4 separate regions of the Mus musculus genome follow, and regions 1, 2 and 3 are each linked to region 4. Evidence: chromatin contacts called from public promoter capture Hi-C data. All regions are on one chromosome and are shown on one strand. Each heading gives the region's core, a stretch centred on a gene start, on an enhancer-like site or on the middle of the called end of the contact. The rest is flanking DNA. Distances are from core to core; before and after follow the strand shown.

The links. Promoter capture Hi-C pulls out the DNA fragments that hold promoters and counts their contacts.
Region 1: a contact with region 4 is called in a promoter capture Hi-C map of liver, with 3 times the contacts expected there. The contact joins the promoter of 4930517G24Rik here to the promoter of Atp6v0d1 in region 4. A contact is called at or near these places in 2 of 39 promoter capture datasets (both in liver).
Region 2: a promoter capture Hi-C map of stem cell-derived epiblast-like cells shows a contact between it and region 4, with 3 times the contacts expected there. The contact joins the promoter of Cmtm3 here to the promoter of Atp6v0d1 in region 4.
Region 3: a promoter capture Hi-C map of pre-B cells shows a contact between it and region 4, with 2.6 times the contacts expected there. The contact joins the promoter of Nae1 here to the promoter of Atp6v0d1 in region 4. A contact is called at or near these places in 1 of 39 promoter capture datasets (pre-B cells) and 1 of 9 other capture datasets (liver).

The regions. Positions count from the first base shown.
Region 1 is chr8:107,203,878-107,206,998 of GRCm38.p6, forward strand. 4930517G24Rik (RIKEN cDNA 4930517G24 gene) reads left to right here and starts at 1,453. Exons shown (of 3, transcript NR_166499.1): 1 at 1,453-1,712.
Region 2 is chr8:104,339,318-104,342,427 of GRCm38.p6, forward strand. Cmtm3 (CKLF-like MARVEL transmembrane domain containing 3) reads left to right here and starts at 1,277. Exons shown (of 5, transcript NM_024217.3): 1 at 1,277-1,578. The coding sequence starts at 1,432.
Region 3 is chr8:104,533,142-104,536,311 of GRCm38.p6, forward strand. It overlaps Nae1 (NEDD8 activating enzyme E1 subunit 1), which reads right to left and starts at 1,496. Exons shown (of 20, transcript NM_144931.3): 1 at 1,371-1,496. The coding sequence starts at 1,423. It also overlaps a transcript of Car7 not described here.
Region 4 is chr8:105,564,023-105,567,432 of GRCm38.p6, forward strand. It overlaps Atp6v0d1 (ATPase, H+ transporting, lysosomal V0 subunit D1), which reads right to left and starts at 2,042. Exons shown (of 8, transcript NM_013477.4): 1 at 1,761-2,042. The coding sequence starts at 1,890. It overlaps Agrp (agouti related neuropeptide), which reads right to left. Exons shown (of 5, transcript NM_001271806.1): 3 at 3,338-3,410; 4 at 3,098-3,180; 5 at 2,673-2,916. The coding sequence ends at 2,734. It overlaps Gm38250 (predicted gene, 38250), which reads left to right and starts at 2,158. Exons shown (of 4, transcript NR_168532.1): 1 at 2,158-2,252; 2 at 2,347-2,448.

The DNA of each region.
Region 1 (3,121 bases), core at 203-2,702, 1.6 Mb after region 4:
CCGTAGCCTTTTCAAGTATCCAGAGATGAAATGCAGTGTGTGTACACGTGTGCATGTACGTGCACACATGGACATGTGCATGATGGAAAACTATTCAGCAGTAAGAATTAAGGAGTTACTGATACATGGATGAGTTTTGAAAGCATGACATTAAATGAAAGAAAAACCAGACACCAAAAAAATCACATACAATATGATCCGACTTATGTGACATGTCCAGAATAGTCAAGTTCAGACACAGATTGGGACAAATTGGACTTGACAGGGATGGAAGGGTCATGTTGCTAGGGACTGCTTGTGAATATAGGGGGATGAAGGCTTCAGTTAGTGGTCATGGCTGTTTAAGTATAGCAAAGGCCCTACACTGTAGGGCCTTTTTTTTTTTTTTTGGCTTTTCGAGACAGGGTTTCTCTGTATATCCCTGGCTGTCCTGGAACTCACTCTGTAGACCAGGCTGGCCTCGAACTCAGAAATCCACCTGCCTCTGCCTCCCAAGTGCTGGGATTAAAGGTGTGTGCCACCATGCCCAGCTCCTACAGTGTATTCTTAAAAGGGTGAATTTTATGATATATGAATAGAAGCACAACACTTTATTTTTAGACAGTGTCTGTCTATGTGGCCCTGCCTGTCTTAGAACTCATTTTCTAGACCAGGCTGGCCTTGAACTCACAGAGAGCTGCTTGCCTCTGTCTCCTGAGTGCTGGGGTTAAAGTTGTCTACCACCATGCCGGGATAGCATTCTCCTTTTCAAAGCTATTTTAATTTTGTGTATGTTGTCTGTGTGCTGGTATGCCCACATGTGTGGGTGCCTGAGGAGGCTAGAAGAGAGTGTTGGGTCTCCTGGTGCTGGAGTTACAAAAAGCCGTCTCAATAGGTGAGCCATCACATCTCTCCGGGCTCAACCATCCTTCTCTGTCGTTCATGCTTCGAGACTGGGATATAGCTCAGTGACAACAGGAGCTTACCTGGGATGCTCAGGACCCTGGATTCAACTCCCCTGCAAGTACTGCACTAAAGTAAAAAAAAAAAAAAAAATCACCTATTCAAAGCAGGGTGTGGAGTACCTAAGACAGGCCAGCCCGGAATTGGTCCTGGAAAGCAACAACTGGATCGCCCCAAGGGCAGTTTAATGATGGTACCAAGTGCAGAGTGTAGGGAGGGTCTAGGGAAAATTTGTCTCAAGTCATAATGAAGCAGTTCAGGGTCGGTGGAGGGGCAGCCAATACTATCCTGATCTGAAAAGGGGTGTAGGGGCAAGGTGTGAGCGATCTCCAGGAAGAACTGTGGAGGAGGGCTTCCAAAGGGGGCTTCCACATTGAGCAAGCTCCCTACTGCATCCTGTCCTCCGCTCAGCCTCTCCTCTGTGTGGACACCCATCAGGGCACCCACCTGTCAGCCAGTGGGACAGGGGCTTAGGCAATGGGGGCCTTCAGTGCACAGTGCGCATGCGTGAGTCTGACATCTACAGAGGCAGTTGGCATTGGCCCCATTCAAGCACTCCCCGAGGTCTACAGTGGAGAAGAGAAGGCTGCCAAGCCCCTGTGAAGAAGAAAGAGACTGTGTATCGTCCCAGCCCCTCGTGACTTCACACTGGGTGTGAAGACAGAATAGGATCCTGAAAGAGGCCGACTTTAACGAAAGGAATGAGTGTGTGCACTTTTGGACATGGCGTCTAGATGTCCTTCCAATTAAGCGGTGCACAGTAAGTTGGGGTGAGTCCTGGTGATGAAGGTGCCCTTCATGACCATGGGGAAGCTTGGAAATGGATACTAAGCACCCCTGGGGGTGTATTAATGCAAGTACAGAAGGACAACTCCACGCTGAGGGACACCCCTCTGGGGCTCAAAGCCTAGGGTTGAGCCGGAGAGTCTGATAATGGGCAGACACCCAAGGCCTGCTCTTGGAAGCCAGGATGTGTGTGGACTGCGCCCTCCCCGGAGGTTACCCCGAGTGCTGGCGCAGCTCTCTGGCTCAACCGCCCGAGCACTCACGGGGCTCCTTCCAGCCTTTATTGGGACATCTGCCACCTCCCAGGTCCTCCTCTTCCAAAGCCAAGAAGGGTCAGAGGAAGGGAGTGTCCCTGTATACCAACGTAGCAGAGCAGCTTCTGAAAGCTGAGGGGGGCCCCCAGGGAGAAAACATGGCCGTGCCAATTTTGAAAGGTCCCCAAACGACTTCTAAAAGCACCAAGGCCCATGAGTAAGACTGCGGTGCTGGATGGAACGCGGGGGCAGGAATGCTGCCCAGATCCCTGGCAGGAGCTGCGGGAAGAAAGCAGGCCAGGGCGCTGCCTCTGCAGCAGACGCATTGTCCCCCCTGTTCTGTGGGCTCTTGGGTATCTCTGTCCAGGCAAAGCCCGAGCCCACCCGTGGGCAGCTTCTAGCCTGCAAGGCTCAGCACCCTGCAGGATTCTCTTCCACACAGGTCCCTCACCTCTGGCTCCACGCCCAGCCAGTTGCCCACAGACTGGAAAACAAAGGAACACTGCCTTCCCTGGAGACCTGTGCTTAAGGGATGGAAGGGATGGGCCTTGGGCAGGCTGGGCGGATACTCTGTTGATTTTTTTTTTTTTTTTCCGAGTGCAGAGACTATGACAGCCAATTCCTGTTGGAAGTAGCTTTGTTTTCTTTGGATGGTGGAACACTTTTCCTTTCTCGTGACTGTGGCAGTTTTGGGTCATGTTTAGGATGGTGACTAGTTAGCCTAATTATGTGCCTTCCACAACCACGTTCTTAACCTTTTGGGGCACAGATGTTATTACAACCTTGATTGAGAAGAGGGGTCACCTCTTCTCTCTCCCCTCTGCGCCTCAATCGGAGCATTTAACTCCTAGTGGGTTAGGACTCTTTGTAGAGGCCAGGAGTGCGTAGCTCAACAGGTTCAAGGCCCTGAATTCTGTCCCAGTTTGGGGACAAAAATGAGAAACTGTTGGGTTAAGGAAAATAAGGAAAGGCCCTTCCTGTCCCCCTATATTCTACCCTAGATTTCCTTCAGTCTGGTTTTTAAGATTCCTAGCACTGGTTGGGTCAGTGCGCCCTGCTTGGCTCCTGTCTGAATCAGTCCATGTGTCTAGGCACGTTTCTAGCTAAGGCTGCCTCTGGGTGAAGGCTCCAGGACCGCA
Region 2 (3,110 bases), core at 27-2,526, 1.2 Mb before region 4:
AGGGATCATGACTAGTGATCTTAGCGCATCCGGGTGACAAGGAAGAAAGCATTAGTCTCTTAAAGAGCCTCACGATAGTTAATGGGGCAGGAGTGCAGACTTAGTGGTATTAAGAGAGCATCCATGATGGGCTAGCCGTGGGGGAGAACAAGGATAATTCCAGATCTCTGGTTAGTCCAGCACAGAACGAACCCAAGCCTTGGGCAGCTAACGAAAGAGGCCAGGAAGGAGGATGGGCTGGCTGAGGCCTGACAGGAGCGTGGCCTGTAAAATAGAGGAAGATGGGCAAGCCAAGAACTAGCGGGAGGGTGGCCTGGGAAGTAGTAGGAAAACTCTGAGAGGAGCCAAGAAGGGGAAAGCACTCTGAAAGAACTGATCTCGCCTGGTTAGAGCCAAGCCTGGAGAGGACTTAGCGGAGATGGGGGTGGGGTATGGGGGCAGTGTCCCTGTCCTGGAGTTGTCTAGGCAGTAAGTTACTTCGAGCTTAAAGAGCAGAACCGCTGAGCAAGGACAGGTGGTCGCTTTAGGGGGCGCTCAGGGCAGATAAGTGGGTCTGTGTCAGTCAGGACGGGGGGGGGGGGGGGGGGGGTAAGGAGTCAAACGACAAAAGAAGACTCCAGGCCAGCCACACAGAGCAAACAGAGAGCTGGAGTGCGAGGGGACTGGGAGGATCTGGGTACAGAATCTGTGTCACCCCGGGACGTAGCAGAAATAGTGAGTGCGGGAGGTGGGGAGGTAGGTGCTAGAAGGCTGCATGGGAAGGGGTGCGAGAATGGGGCAGAAGATAGGTGGGGCAGGTAAAGGAGGTGGGGGGGGGCAGTAGAGGGGGTGAAGAATGAGAAGTGACCGGAGGATAGAGGGCCAAGGATAGTCGGAGGGGCAGTGTAGTGCAAAGATTCATGGGTGGGGAAGTGAGAAGAGCAGGGTCGGAGGGACTGTGGGGTGCGCCGGGGTTGGTGGGCGGGACAGGATCGAGGGGGAACTGAGAATGAAAGGACAAGGTGCAGGGAAGGATCCTAAGGCTAGTGAAGAGGCAGAGGAAGTAAGTGGAAATAGAGAAGACAGAGAGAGACAGACTGGACTACATCTGAGGGGCAATGAGGAGTGGTTGGAAGGATGGAGCAGGATATGGGCAGGACGTAGGCAGAGGGGGAGTGGGGGAGGAGGAGATGGGAGGATCCACAGGACGGATGGGTAAGGCAGCGTCCACGGAACACGGGGGCTGCGTAGAGAATGGTCGGAGGGAGGATGGGCGGGGCAGGGTTCGAGGGGCAGTTGTGGGTGGGGATGGGGGAGGTGGGCGGGACAGCGGAGGATGAGTCCCCGGCCTAGTCTAACTCCACTTTTTCTTCTTCCGCACAGCGGGTTTCCGCTTCCCTCCAGGGCGGTGGGTGAGGCAGTGAGGCCCAGGCTCGACCAGATAGCGCCGCTATGTGGCCCCCGGACGCAGAGCCAGAGCCCGATCCAGAGTCCGCGCATGGCCCCCGAAGTGGCAGGACAGTGCCGGGACTCCGAGCCCTGTTGCCCGCGCGCGCCTTCCTCTGCTCTCTCAAAGGCCGCCTCCTGCTGGCCGAGTCGGTGAGTGCGTGTGCTCCCCGGGTGCGTGAAGCCCGGTACCCGCGCCCCAGCCTGGGGCCTTGCACCTCCAGCCCAGGAGAATTTGGACCACCGCCCCCAAGCTTGCTACGACTTCTCTGTAGCGGAGCTCGAGTCAGAATCAGGCCCGAGCCGTGTTCTTCCCGGATTCTCCAGTCTGCGAGGCCCTCGAAAGGGACCAGAAGTCAAGGGTTTGGGGTCCTGGTCCCCGCTGGAGCCGCAGCTCGGCTGCTGTGTGACCTCGAGCGCCTCCGCCCTCTCTGAGTCCCCGGGACTGCTGCGCTCGCTAAGCTTCTTCTGGCCTCGCCCGCCCTGCACACCCTCCCACCTCCTAGGCTGAGACCTAGCCGCCTGTGTGGTGAAGATCCTACGGAGTGGGATGTGCCCCCGGGGAGTGGGTGAGGCAGGGGCCACGTAGTGAAGACACAGGCGGACCACTGTTTCAGGGTGGCGAGCCTGCGGGGTGACTTCATGCCCTCCTTCCCCCCTCCCGCGCTGTACTCCTTCCTCCTCCCTGCTTGTCCCCACCCGGATAGGAAGGTCTCCTTTGTCCTCCCAACACTCATCATCACGTGTGGGGCGGGAACTGGCATGGAGCCTATGGAGATGGGGAGAGGGGTGGGAGGAGGGACGGTGGAAGGAGGAAACAGACCATAGTGACAGCCACTTGTTGCTCAGATACCTAGCAACTTAATATCCGACCTGCTCCCACTTCGAGTTGGGGATAGGAGAGACAGTGTCTTTAACTGCTAGGAAACTTGGCAGGTGACTCATCCAGTGACCTTGAGGATATCCTTGAGGGCAAAAGGGGGGTTCTGCCCCAGGACCTCTCCGTTGTACCCCAGGACCTACTAAGGAGCATCAACCCTGAGGTCTCCGGTAGAACCTAATACTTTGTTCCTAAATGAGGTGCCAAGCGGACCTAGAGCCCATTTTCTGGCCGTTTCAGATCTCTGGAAGCCTCTGGGAGGCGTGGGGCGGGTCTTTGAATCTACTGGCCACTGGCTTCAGTCCTACCTGCCCAGTACCCCTTCATGGAAAAGGAGTGAGTGCCAACCAGAAGTCACAAGATGTCCTTGCCCTAGCTGGGTGCCAGAAAGACAGGCCTAAGAAAATATGAAGGGTAGTAAGCTCATAGGGTATAGGGGAGCCTCCCCCAGTCATTCCTCCCCCTTGGTCTCATGCAAGTAGGGAGTCTGACCTGGATAGAAAGCTGGAGGAAGAAGCAGCCACCAAGAACTGGGGAGTGAGAAAACAGGAGTGGGGGAGGGAGGAGGTTGGGGCAGGGGAGTGCCACCAGAACCAGACTTTTTCTTTTTTTTTTTTTTTCAAATTTATTTATTATATGTAAGTACACTGTAGCTGTCTTCAGCCAGGCCAGAAGAGGCGTCAGATCTCATTATAGATGGTTGTGAGCCACCATGTGGTTGCTGGGATTTGAACTCAGGACCTGGGGAAGAGCAGTCAGTGCTCTTGCCTGCTGAGCCATCTCGCCAGCCCAGAACCAGACTTTT
Region 3 (3,170 bases), core at 246-2,745, 1.0 Mb before region 4:
AGTAAGAGCTAGGTAGTCAATACAAAGAGAAACCTCCATCCTTAGGGACACAGGGTAAGTTCTCTTGAGATTAAGAGAGGCGAGGGGATGGCAACACTTTGATACACTTAGCTGACACAGAGTATACTCAATAAGAAAGGAAGAAGGTGGGAAGAGACAAGGAAGGAGAAATAGCTAAAGAATCCACCGGATGGTTTAGATGTGCCCTGTCCAAATGGTTTCTGAGTACTAGAAATGCAGCTGGCATGAATTAAGACATTTTTAAAATGTGTATGATACCTGATTTATAAGACTCTGTGAACAACAACAACAAAAATAGCTTGGTAATTTTAACAATAATTACGTTGAAATTGTAATGTTTTGGAATACTAGGTTAGATAAACACTGTCAAATTTGATTCTGGGATTGGGGAATGTAGCTCAATTTGGCAAGCAGGCATGATGTCCAGAGTTCCAGCCTCAATACTTCATAAACCGGGTGTAATAGTCCACACTTATAATCTCAGCTGTTGGGGAAAAAGAGGCAGAAGGATTGCATCAAGTCTGAGCGCAGTCTGCTCTACATTGCAAGTCCAGGCGGCCACTCAAAGGTAAAAGACAAAAAAAAAAAAAAAAAGGGGTGGGGTGGGGGAGCAAAAACTTATTTTTGAGTCTGGCTGGGCAGTGAGCATCTTCAATCTCAGCACTTGAGACCTGGGACGTAGGCGCTTGAGTTCAAGACTGGCCTACTTAAGACCATGTCTCTATATAAACGAGAGGGGTGGGGAGAACTAGTAGCAAAACTTATTTTCCTGTCTCTTTATTCTCCCGGTTCCCAAGGTCTTCCAATGGAGGCCAGGCTGGCTTTCAGTTTCCGATCCACCTGCCTCTGCTTCTCAAGTCCTTGGGATTACCATGTCTAGCTTCTTTTAACTTTATTTGAAAGGTGCCTACTGGAAAATGTGTAATTACGAACACGGTTTGCTCCGATAAAGCTAGCATGACGCATTTCTATTGGCCAGCGCGGGCGTAGACCAATACCTGCCGGGGCGCAGCGCTCGGCGGTCGGGCAGGATGGGGTGCTCCCACCCCCCTCGTTTAGCGAACGAGTAGGGAGGGCCTGCCGAGACTGTGCAGCCCAGTGGGTTGGCGGAGACACCGCGCACCGCAAACCGCGGACAGCCAGCCGTGCGGGAAGGGGCGAGCCGGCCTTCGCCGAACACTCGGGCCAGTGGCCGGATCCCAGAGCGCCGGCTCCCCACGCCCTGCACGGCCGGCCGCAGCCGCAGGCCCGTGGGAGGCCGGCCTACCCGGCCTAGGCACTTAGGCCCCGCGGGTGTCAGGAGAGCCCGCCAGCCTGGCCGGCTTGCTCACTCGTAAACCCCGGCTCACCTCAGCTGCCGGTCGTACTTTTGCTCCTTGAGTATCTTCCCTGGCTGCGCCATGGCCGCGCCTGGCCCGCGAACAGCAAAGCCGCCTAAGGAGGCCGCCACCCACTCGGCCTCACGCAGGCGCACTAAGCGCCCTCCTCCAGCGCGCAGCCAGTAGGGGGCGCCGACGCTGCACTGCGCACGCGTCACTGGGAAGCCGGGGGAAACCTGAGGTTGAGTTCCACAGAATGTTTCTCTCTCTCTACCTGCAGTAATTGTGGAGAACTCCGACTTTTAAATCGAGTGATAATCCTTATCACTGATAAACCTTAGTCCTCTTCTGGGTGAGTTCACCGTTCCTGAGACTCCTCCAAGAGGAACAATACACCAGCATACTTGTATATAGTATTCTATATAGAGAAGCTACCCTGATGGGTAGACAGAGGGGCCCCACCCCACGGCTTCCCTCCAAGAATTGTTCCCCGTGGTGACGCAAGGGAAAGGGGGTTTTGAACGAGATGAAACGGCATCAGGAGACAAATGAGAAGTGGACTTGGGGGACGGGAGGGTGTCTGAGAAGCAGCCAGAGTTGCCTGTGAAGCCCATGAACAAGGAGGAAATTAAAGCTATCATCGATTCATGTGACACAGGATGACTGTCCCTTGGTGGCCGATGCTAAGGAAGGAGCTTATGAGCAAGTTGAGGACAAGAGGGAAGAAGAGGCTTGCTGACAAGTAAGAATTGCTTTCCTCTATCCCAAATCCTAGAGGAGTCTCCAGATTCATGATTGCCAGATGCACTTGCACGTCCTGAGATTATTATCCCAGCACATGATGAGTGTACATCCACACATAAAATCCTTCCAGCCTTGTGGGGTGAGGGACCAAAGAGACGGCTCCATTTGACAGTAATATTGCAGTGCTAACAAATGCACTTCCCCTGGGCACAGTGTTAGGACACAAGGTGAGGGGACACCCTGCTGTGACCTCCCTCCCCCAACCCCTATGGAACCCAACTGATGGGAGAAAAGGGGCGTTAGGCGTTCCCAGCTCATTATGTGCTTGTGCATGTCTGTCAGTTGTCACATTCCCTCTCCAGTTAGACAGGTGAAACGTGAGCGATATAAAATACACCCAGGGAATGTGAGAAGGTCAAAAGTGAAAGTGAAAGTTCACTACATAGCCTTGCATACACCTTGGCCCCAGGAAAGGAAAGATGGACAAATGTAATTGGAAACAACAACATCAGGGGCCGAGGGTGCTGTACTGCCTGCGACTGTGTGATTTTGAGAAGCATTCAGTTGTTAGTAAGTGGACAAGGATACCTCAGAGCATGCACTTCTTACAACTTTTTAATGTTTATTGATTGGTGTGTGTGCAAGAATGCCATCATGCACTCGTGGAGGACAGAGGACCATTTGCAGAAGTCACTTCTCGTCCTCTTCAACACAGGTTCGAGGGATAAGCCCAAATCTTCCAGCTTGCTGAGCCATCTTGCCACCTCTCCTTTGAGGAAAACTTATTCTTAAATGTATGTGTGAGGTTGTGAAATATTCACTGTGGGAACTGAACTTGGATCCTCCGCAGAACAAGTGCTCTTAATTGCTGAGCCTTCTCCCCAGCCCTTTAAAAGAATGGGTGCAAAGGAAATGAAAGAAAAGGGGAAGAAAAATTAAAGAGGTTATCGCTGTAGTCACTTCGGTTAAAAGAATGAAGCAGGGGAGATGGAGAGATGGCTCAGCAGTTAGGAGCACTGACTGTTCTTCTAGAGGTCCTGAGTTCAATTCCCAGCAACCACGTGATGGTTTACAACCATCTGTCAT
Region 4 (3,410 bases), core at 792-3,291:
CAGAGCTCACACTGAGTGCCAAGCACAGTGTTAAGCCCCGCCCCAGGCAGCCAGGCAGCCTACTTCTCCTCTTCCCACAGTCACATCTAAACCTTTGGGGCTGGCTCCCACAGCCCAACATCTTGAACCTCTCCTTCCTTGCTTCCACTCATATGATAAAGGTGAACAATTTTTTCTTGCAGGTTAACATAAAAATCATAAAATCTACTACTGCTCTTTAACTTTAGTAAGTTTCCTATTTTAACATTATTTTTCACTTGACGGGACTAGTTTTCAAGGTAAACATTAACTGTATGAGCCCAACTTAACATCAGAAGTATTTGATAAGAAGTTTCTACATTGGGTGAATCACCCAGCCTCTTCCAGCTACAAGCCCCTTTCTTCAAAGGAATCCTTTAGGACTCAGAGATGGGAACTCATGTCTCTGTCCTTTACTACCATGTGCGTGGAGGGTCTAGAATTAGGGACATCTCTAGCTTAGTACATCTGCTACAGTTGAGCCATCTAACTTTAGATCAGTGGTTCTCAACCTTCCTAAAGCTGCAACCCTTTAAAACACCTTATGTTGTGGTGACCCCCAACTATAAAAATTATTTTCATTGCTGCTTCACAACTGTAATTTTGCTACTGTTGTTAACCATAAATATTTGTGGTTTTCAATGGTCTTAGGTGACCCTTATGACCGTCAAAGGGATGGTGACCCACAAGTTGGAAACTGTTGCTTTAGATTTATGTGTTAAGAAAGAGGAACTTGGGGGCTGGCGAGATGGCTCAACGGTTAAGAGAACCGATTGCTCTTCTGAAGGTCCTGAGTTCAAATCCCAGCAACTACATGGTGGCTCACAACCATCCGTAAAGAGATCTGATGCCCTCTTCTGGTGTATCTGAAGACAGGTACAGTGTACTTACATATAACAATAAATAAATCTTAAAAAAAAAAAAAAGGAAAAGAAAGAAAGAGGAACTTAGCTTTCTGTCACTCTTGTGTAAGAAACTGGTGCCCTGCCGGGCGTGGTGGTGTGCGCCTTTAATCCCAGCACTTGGCAGGTGAATTTCTGAGTTTGAGGCCAGCTTGGTCTACAGAGTGAGTTCCAAGACAGCCAGGGCTACACAGAGAAACCCTGTCTCGAAAAACCAAGAAAGAAAGAAAGAAACAAACAAACAAACTGGTGCCCCAACAGTGCTGGGGTGGGGTGTGAATGCAGGTTGGGGCCAAATACTTGTACGTGAATTTCTGATTTACAGAGCCACCTCTTGCTTTTCCAAACAGTCTTGAAGACTCTACACAGCCAGCGGTTCAGAGCTGGGAGGAACCTCTCGCTAAACTGGCTTAGCAATTCCCCAGGACGACCCAACCCTCAGACCAACACCACCAAGACACAACGATTCTAAAGCCCTTGGGGGAGGAGAGAAGCCTTTTCCATCTAACTTCCCTAGGCACTGCCACCCAACAGGCCTAGGGTTGGGCCAGGGGGAAGAAGCTTGGAGGCGCACTCGTCGCGCCGGCTAACCAATCCTCGGGGACCCGTCCTTCTAAATTATAGGACTAGCTCGACGAGGTTAGAGGCAACCCGAGCCCAGGTAAACCACTGCGGTTCTTGAAGGCTTGTTTACGTCTGGGCCCCCGCGCAGAGCCGCAGCTAGAGGCAGACTCCTTCCTGACATGCCCACCATCAATCAGCTCGCGGGTTCCCAGAGGCCTCGCGTGCCCTTCCCGGCTCAGGGAGGCCCCCCTCAGACAGCCCGGACCCGCGGCTCACCCTCGAGCGTCTCGCACTGCACCAGGTTGAGGTAGTCCGCCTGGCTGAGCACCCCGGCCTTCAGGCCGCGCACTAATCCCTCCAAGTAGCCATTGTCCACGTTGAAATAGAGCTCCGGGAAGAACGACATGGCTGCGGCGGGGGTGGGAGGCGGCAGGGGAGGCGGGGGGCGGCGGGACCAGAGAGCCCCGATCTGCCCGCACGCAACTAGACTCCCCGGATCAGCTGACGCGGCGGCCGCAGCGGGCTGTCAAGTGCGTCAGGTGACGCACCGCGTCTCACGTGACCGCAGTAGGGCCTGGCTCTTAAATGGCTCCAGTTTCCGGGCACCCTGGCACGCATGCGTTACTCTGGAGTGCCCGACCGGCTATAACTGCCCTCCCGGCGCCTGCGCACTAAGGAAAGGCGGCCCTGGAGCGCCTAGCGGAGAGCAAAGAAAGGTCGATGATGGAAATCGACCGCGTGGTGGTGCTAATACCCTCAGGATGCGAGGTGGGCCCTAAGTTGAGTTTTCCTGGGTTTGGCGCTTCTGTCTGGCTTCATTAGGGCCAGCCGGGTAAAGCTGAGCGGGTGTGCTATTCCTTAGGCTGTCGAGGCTGTCTCCTACCAGACAGAAACCGAGGTCCAAGGAAGAGGAGGGGAGAGTTTCGGAGCCAAATGGTTATCCTCCAACTAGACTTTACACCCGGTAAGCCGCACTGCGCCCGCTTTCCCGGCGTTTGTTGCACTAGTTCTCTAGGACCGGGGTGTGGCCTTCTGATTTCCCCAAGGGGCCTGGTGCCTTAAACTCGCCCATATATGTGGTTCAGATGATGGTGTAGCTTAGACCCCGAGGTTATGGTGTGTGTGGTTCCAGCATGACGACGCCCCGACAACCCTTCGACAGCCACGTTTGAAATAACCACAGCTTTAAGGTTAAACCGTCCCATCCTTTATTCTCATCCCCTGCCTTTGCCCAAACAACATCCATTGGCTAGGTGCGACTACAGAGGTTCGTGGCCGTACCCAGCTTGCGGCAGTAGCAAAAGGCATTGAAGAAGCGGCAGTAGCACGTAGCGCACGGGTCGCAGCAAGGTACCTGCTGTCCCAAGCAGGACTCGTGCAGCCTTACACAGCGACGCGGAGAACGAGACTCGCGGTTCTGTGGATCTAGCACCTGCATTCGTAGGGGAATAAGGTTCAGGAAACTCTCAAACCCCGACCCCAGTAGGGTGGCAGTGGACTGAGGTCAGGGAGGGGCTGCAGTTCTGCCCAGGTTGGGTAATCCGGAAGTGGGGAGAGATGATGGTATCTGATGCGCCCTACCTTCTACTTTATCCCTTTCCCTAATGAGTTACCTCCGCCAAAGCTTCTGCCTTCTGCAGCAGAACTTCTTCTGCTCGGTCTGCAGTTGTCTTCTTGAGGCCATTCAGACTTAGACCTGGGGCAGAAGATGTGAGGGCCACACCCACCATGCACCAAGTACCCACCTCCCTAGGTTGGGATTGGGATTGGGGAAGGAGGTCTAAGCCTGGGCGGGCAGGTCTGTGGCCAGCAATGGTCGTTGCCCCACATATCCCCAACCTGACCATACTCACCTGGGAACTCTGGGAACAGAGCCTGGTCAGGCCTTCTGATGCCCTTCAGTGGAGCCACGCCCATCTGGACCCC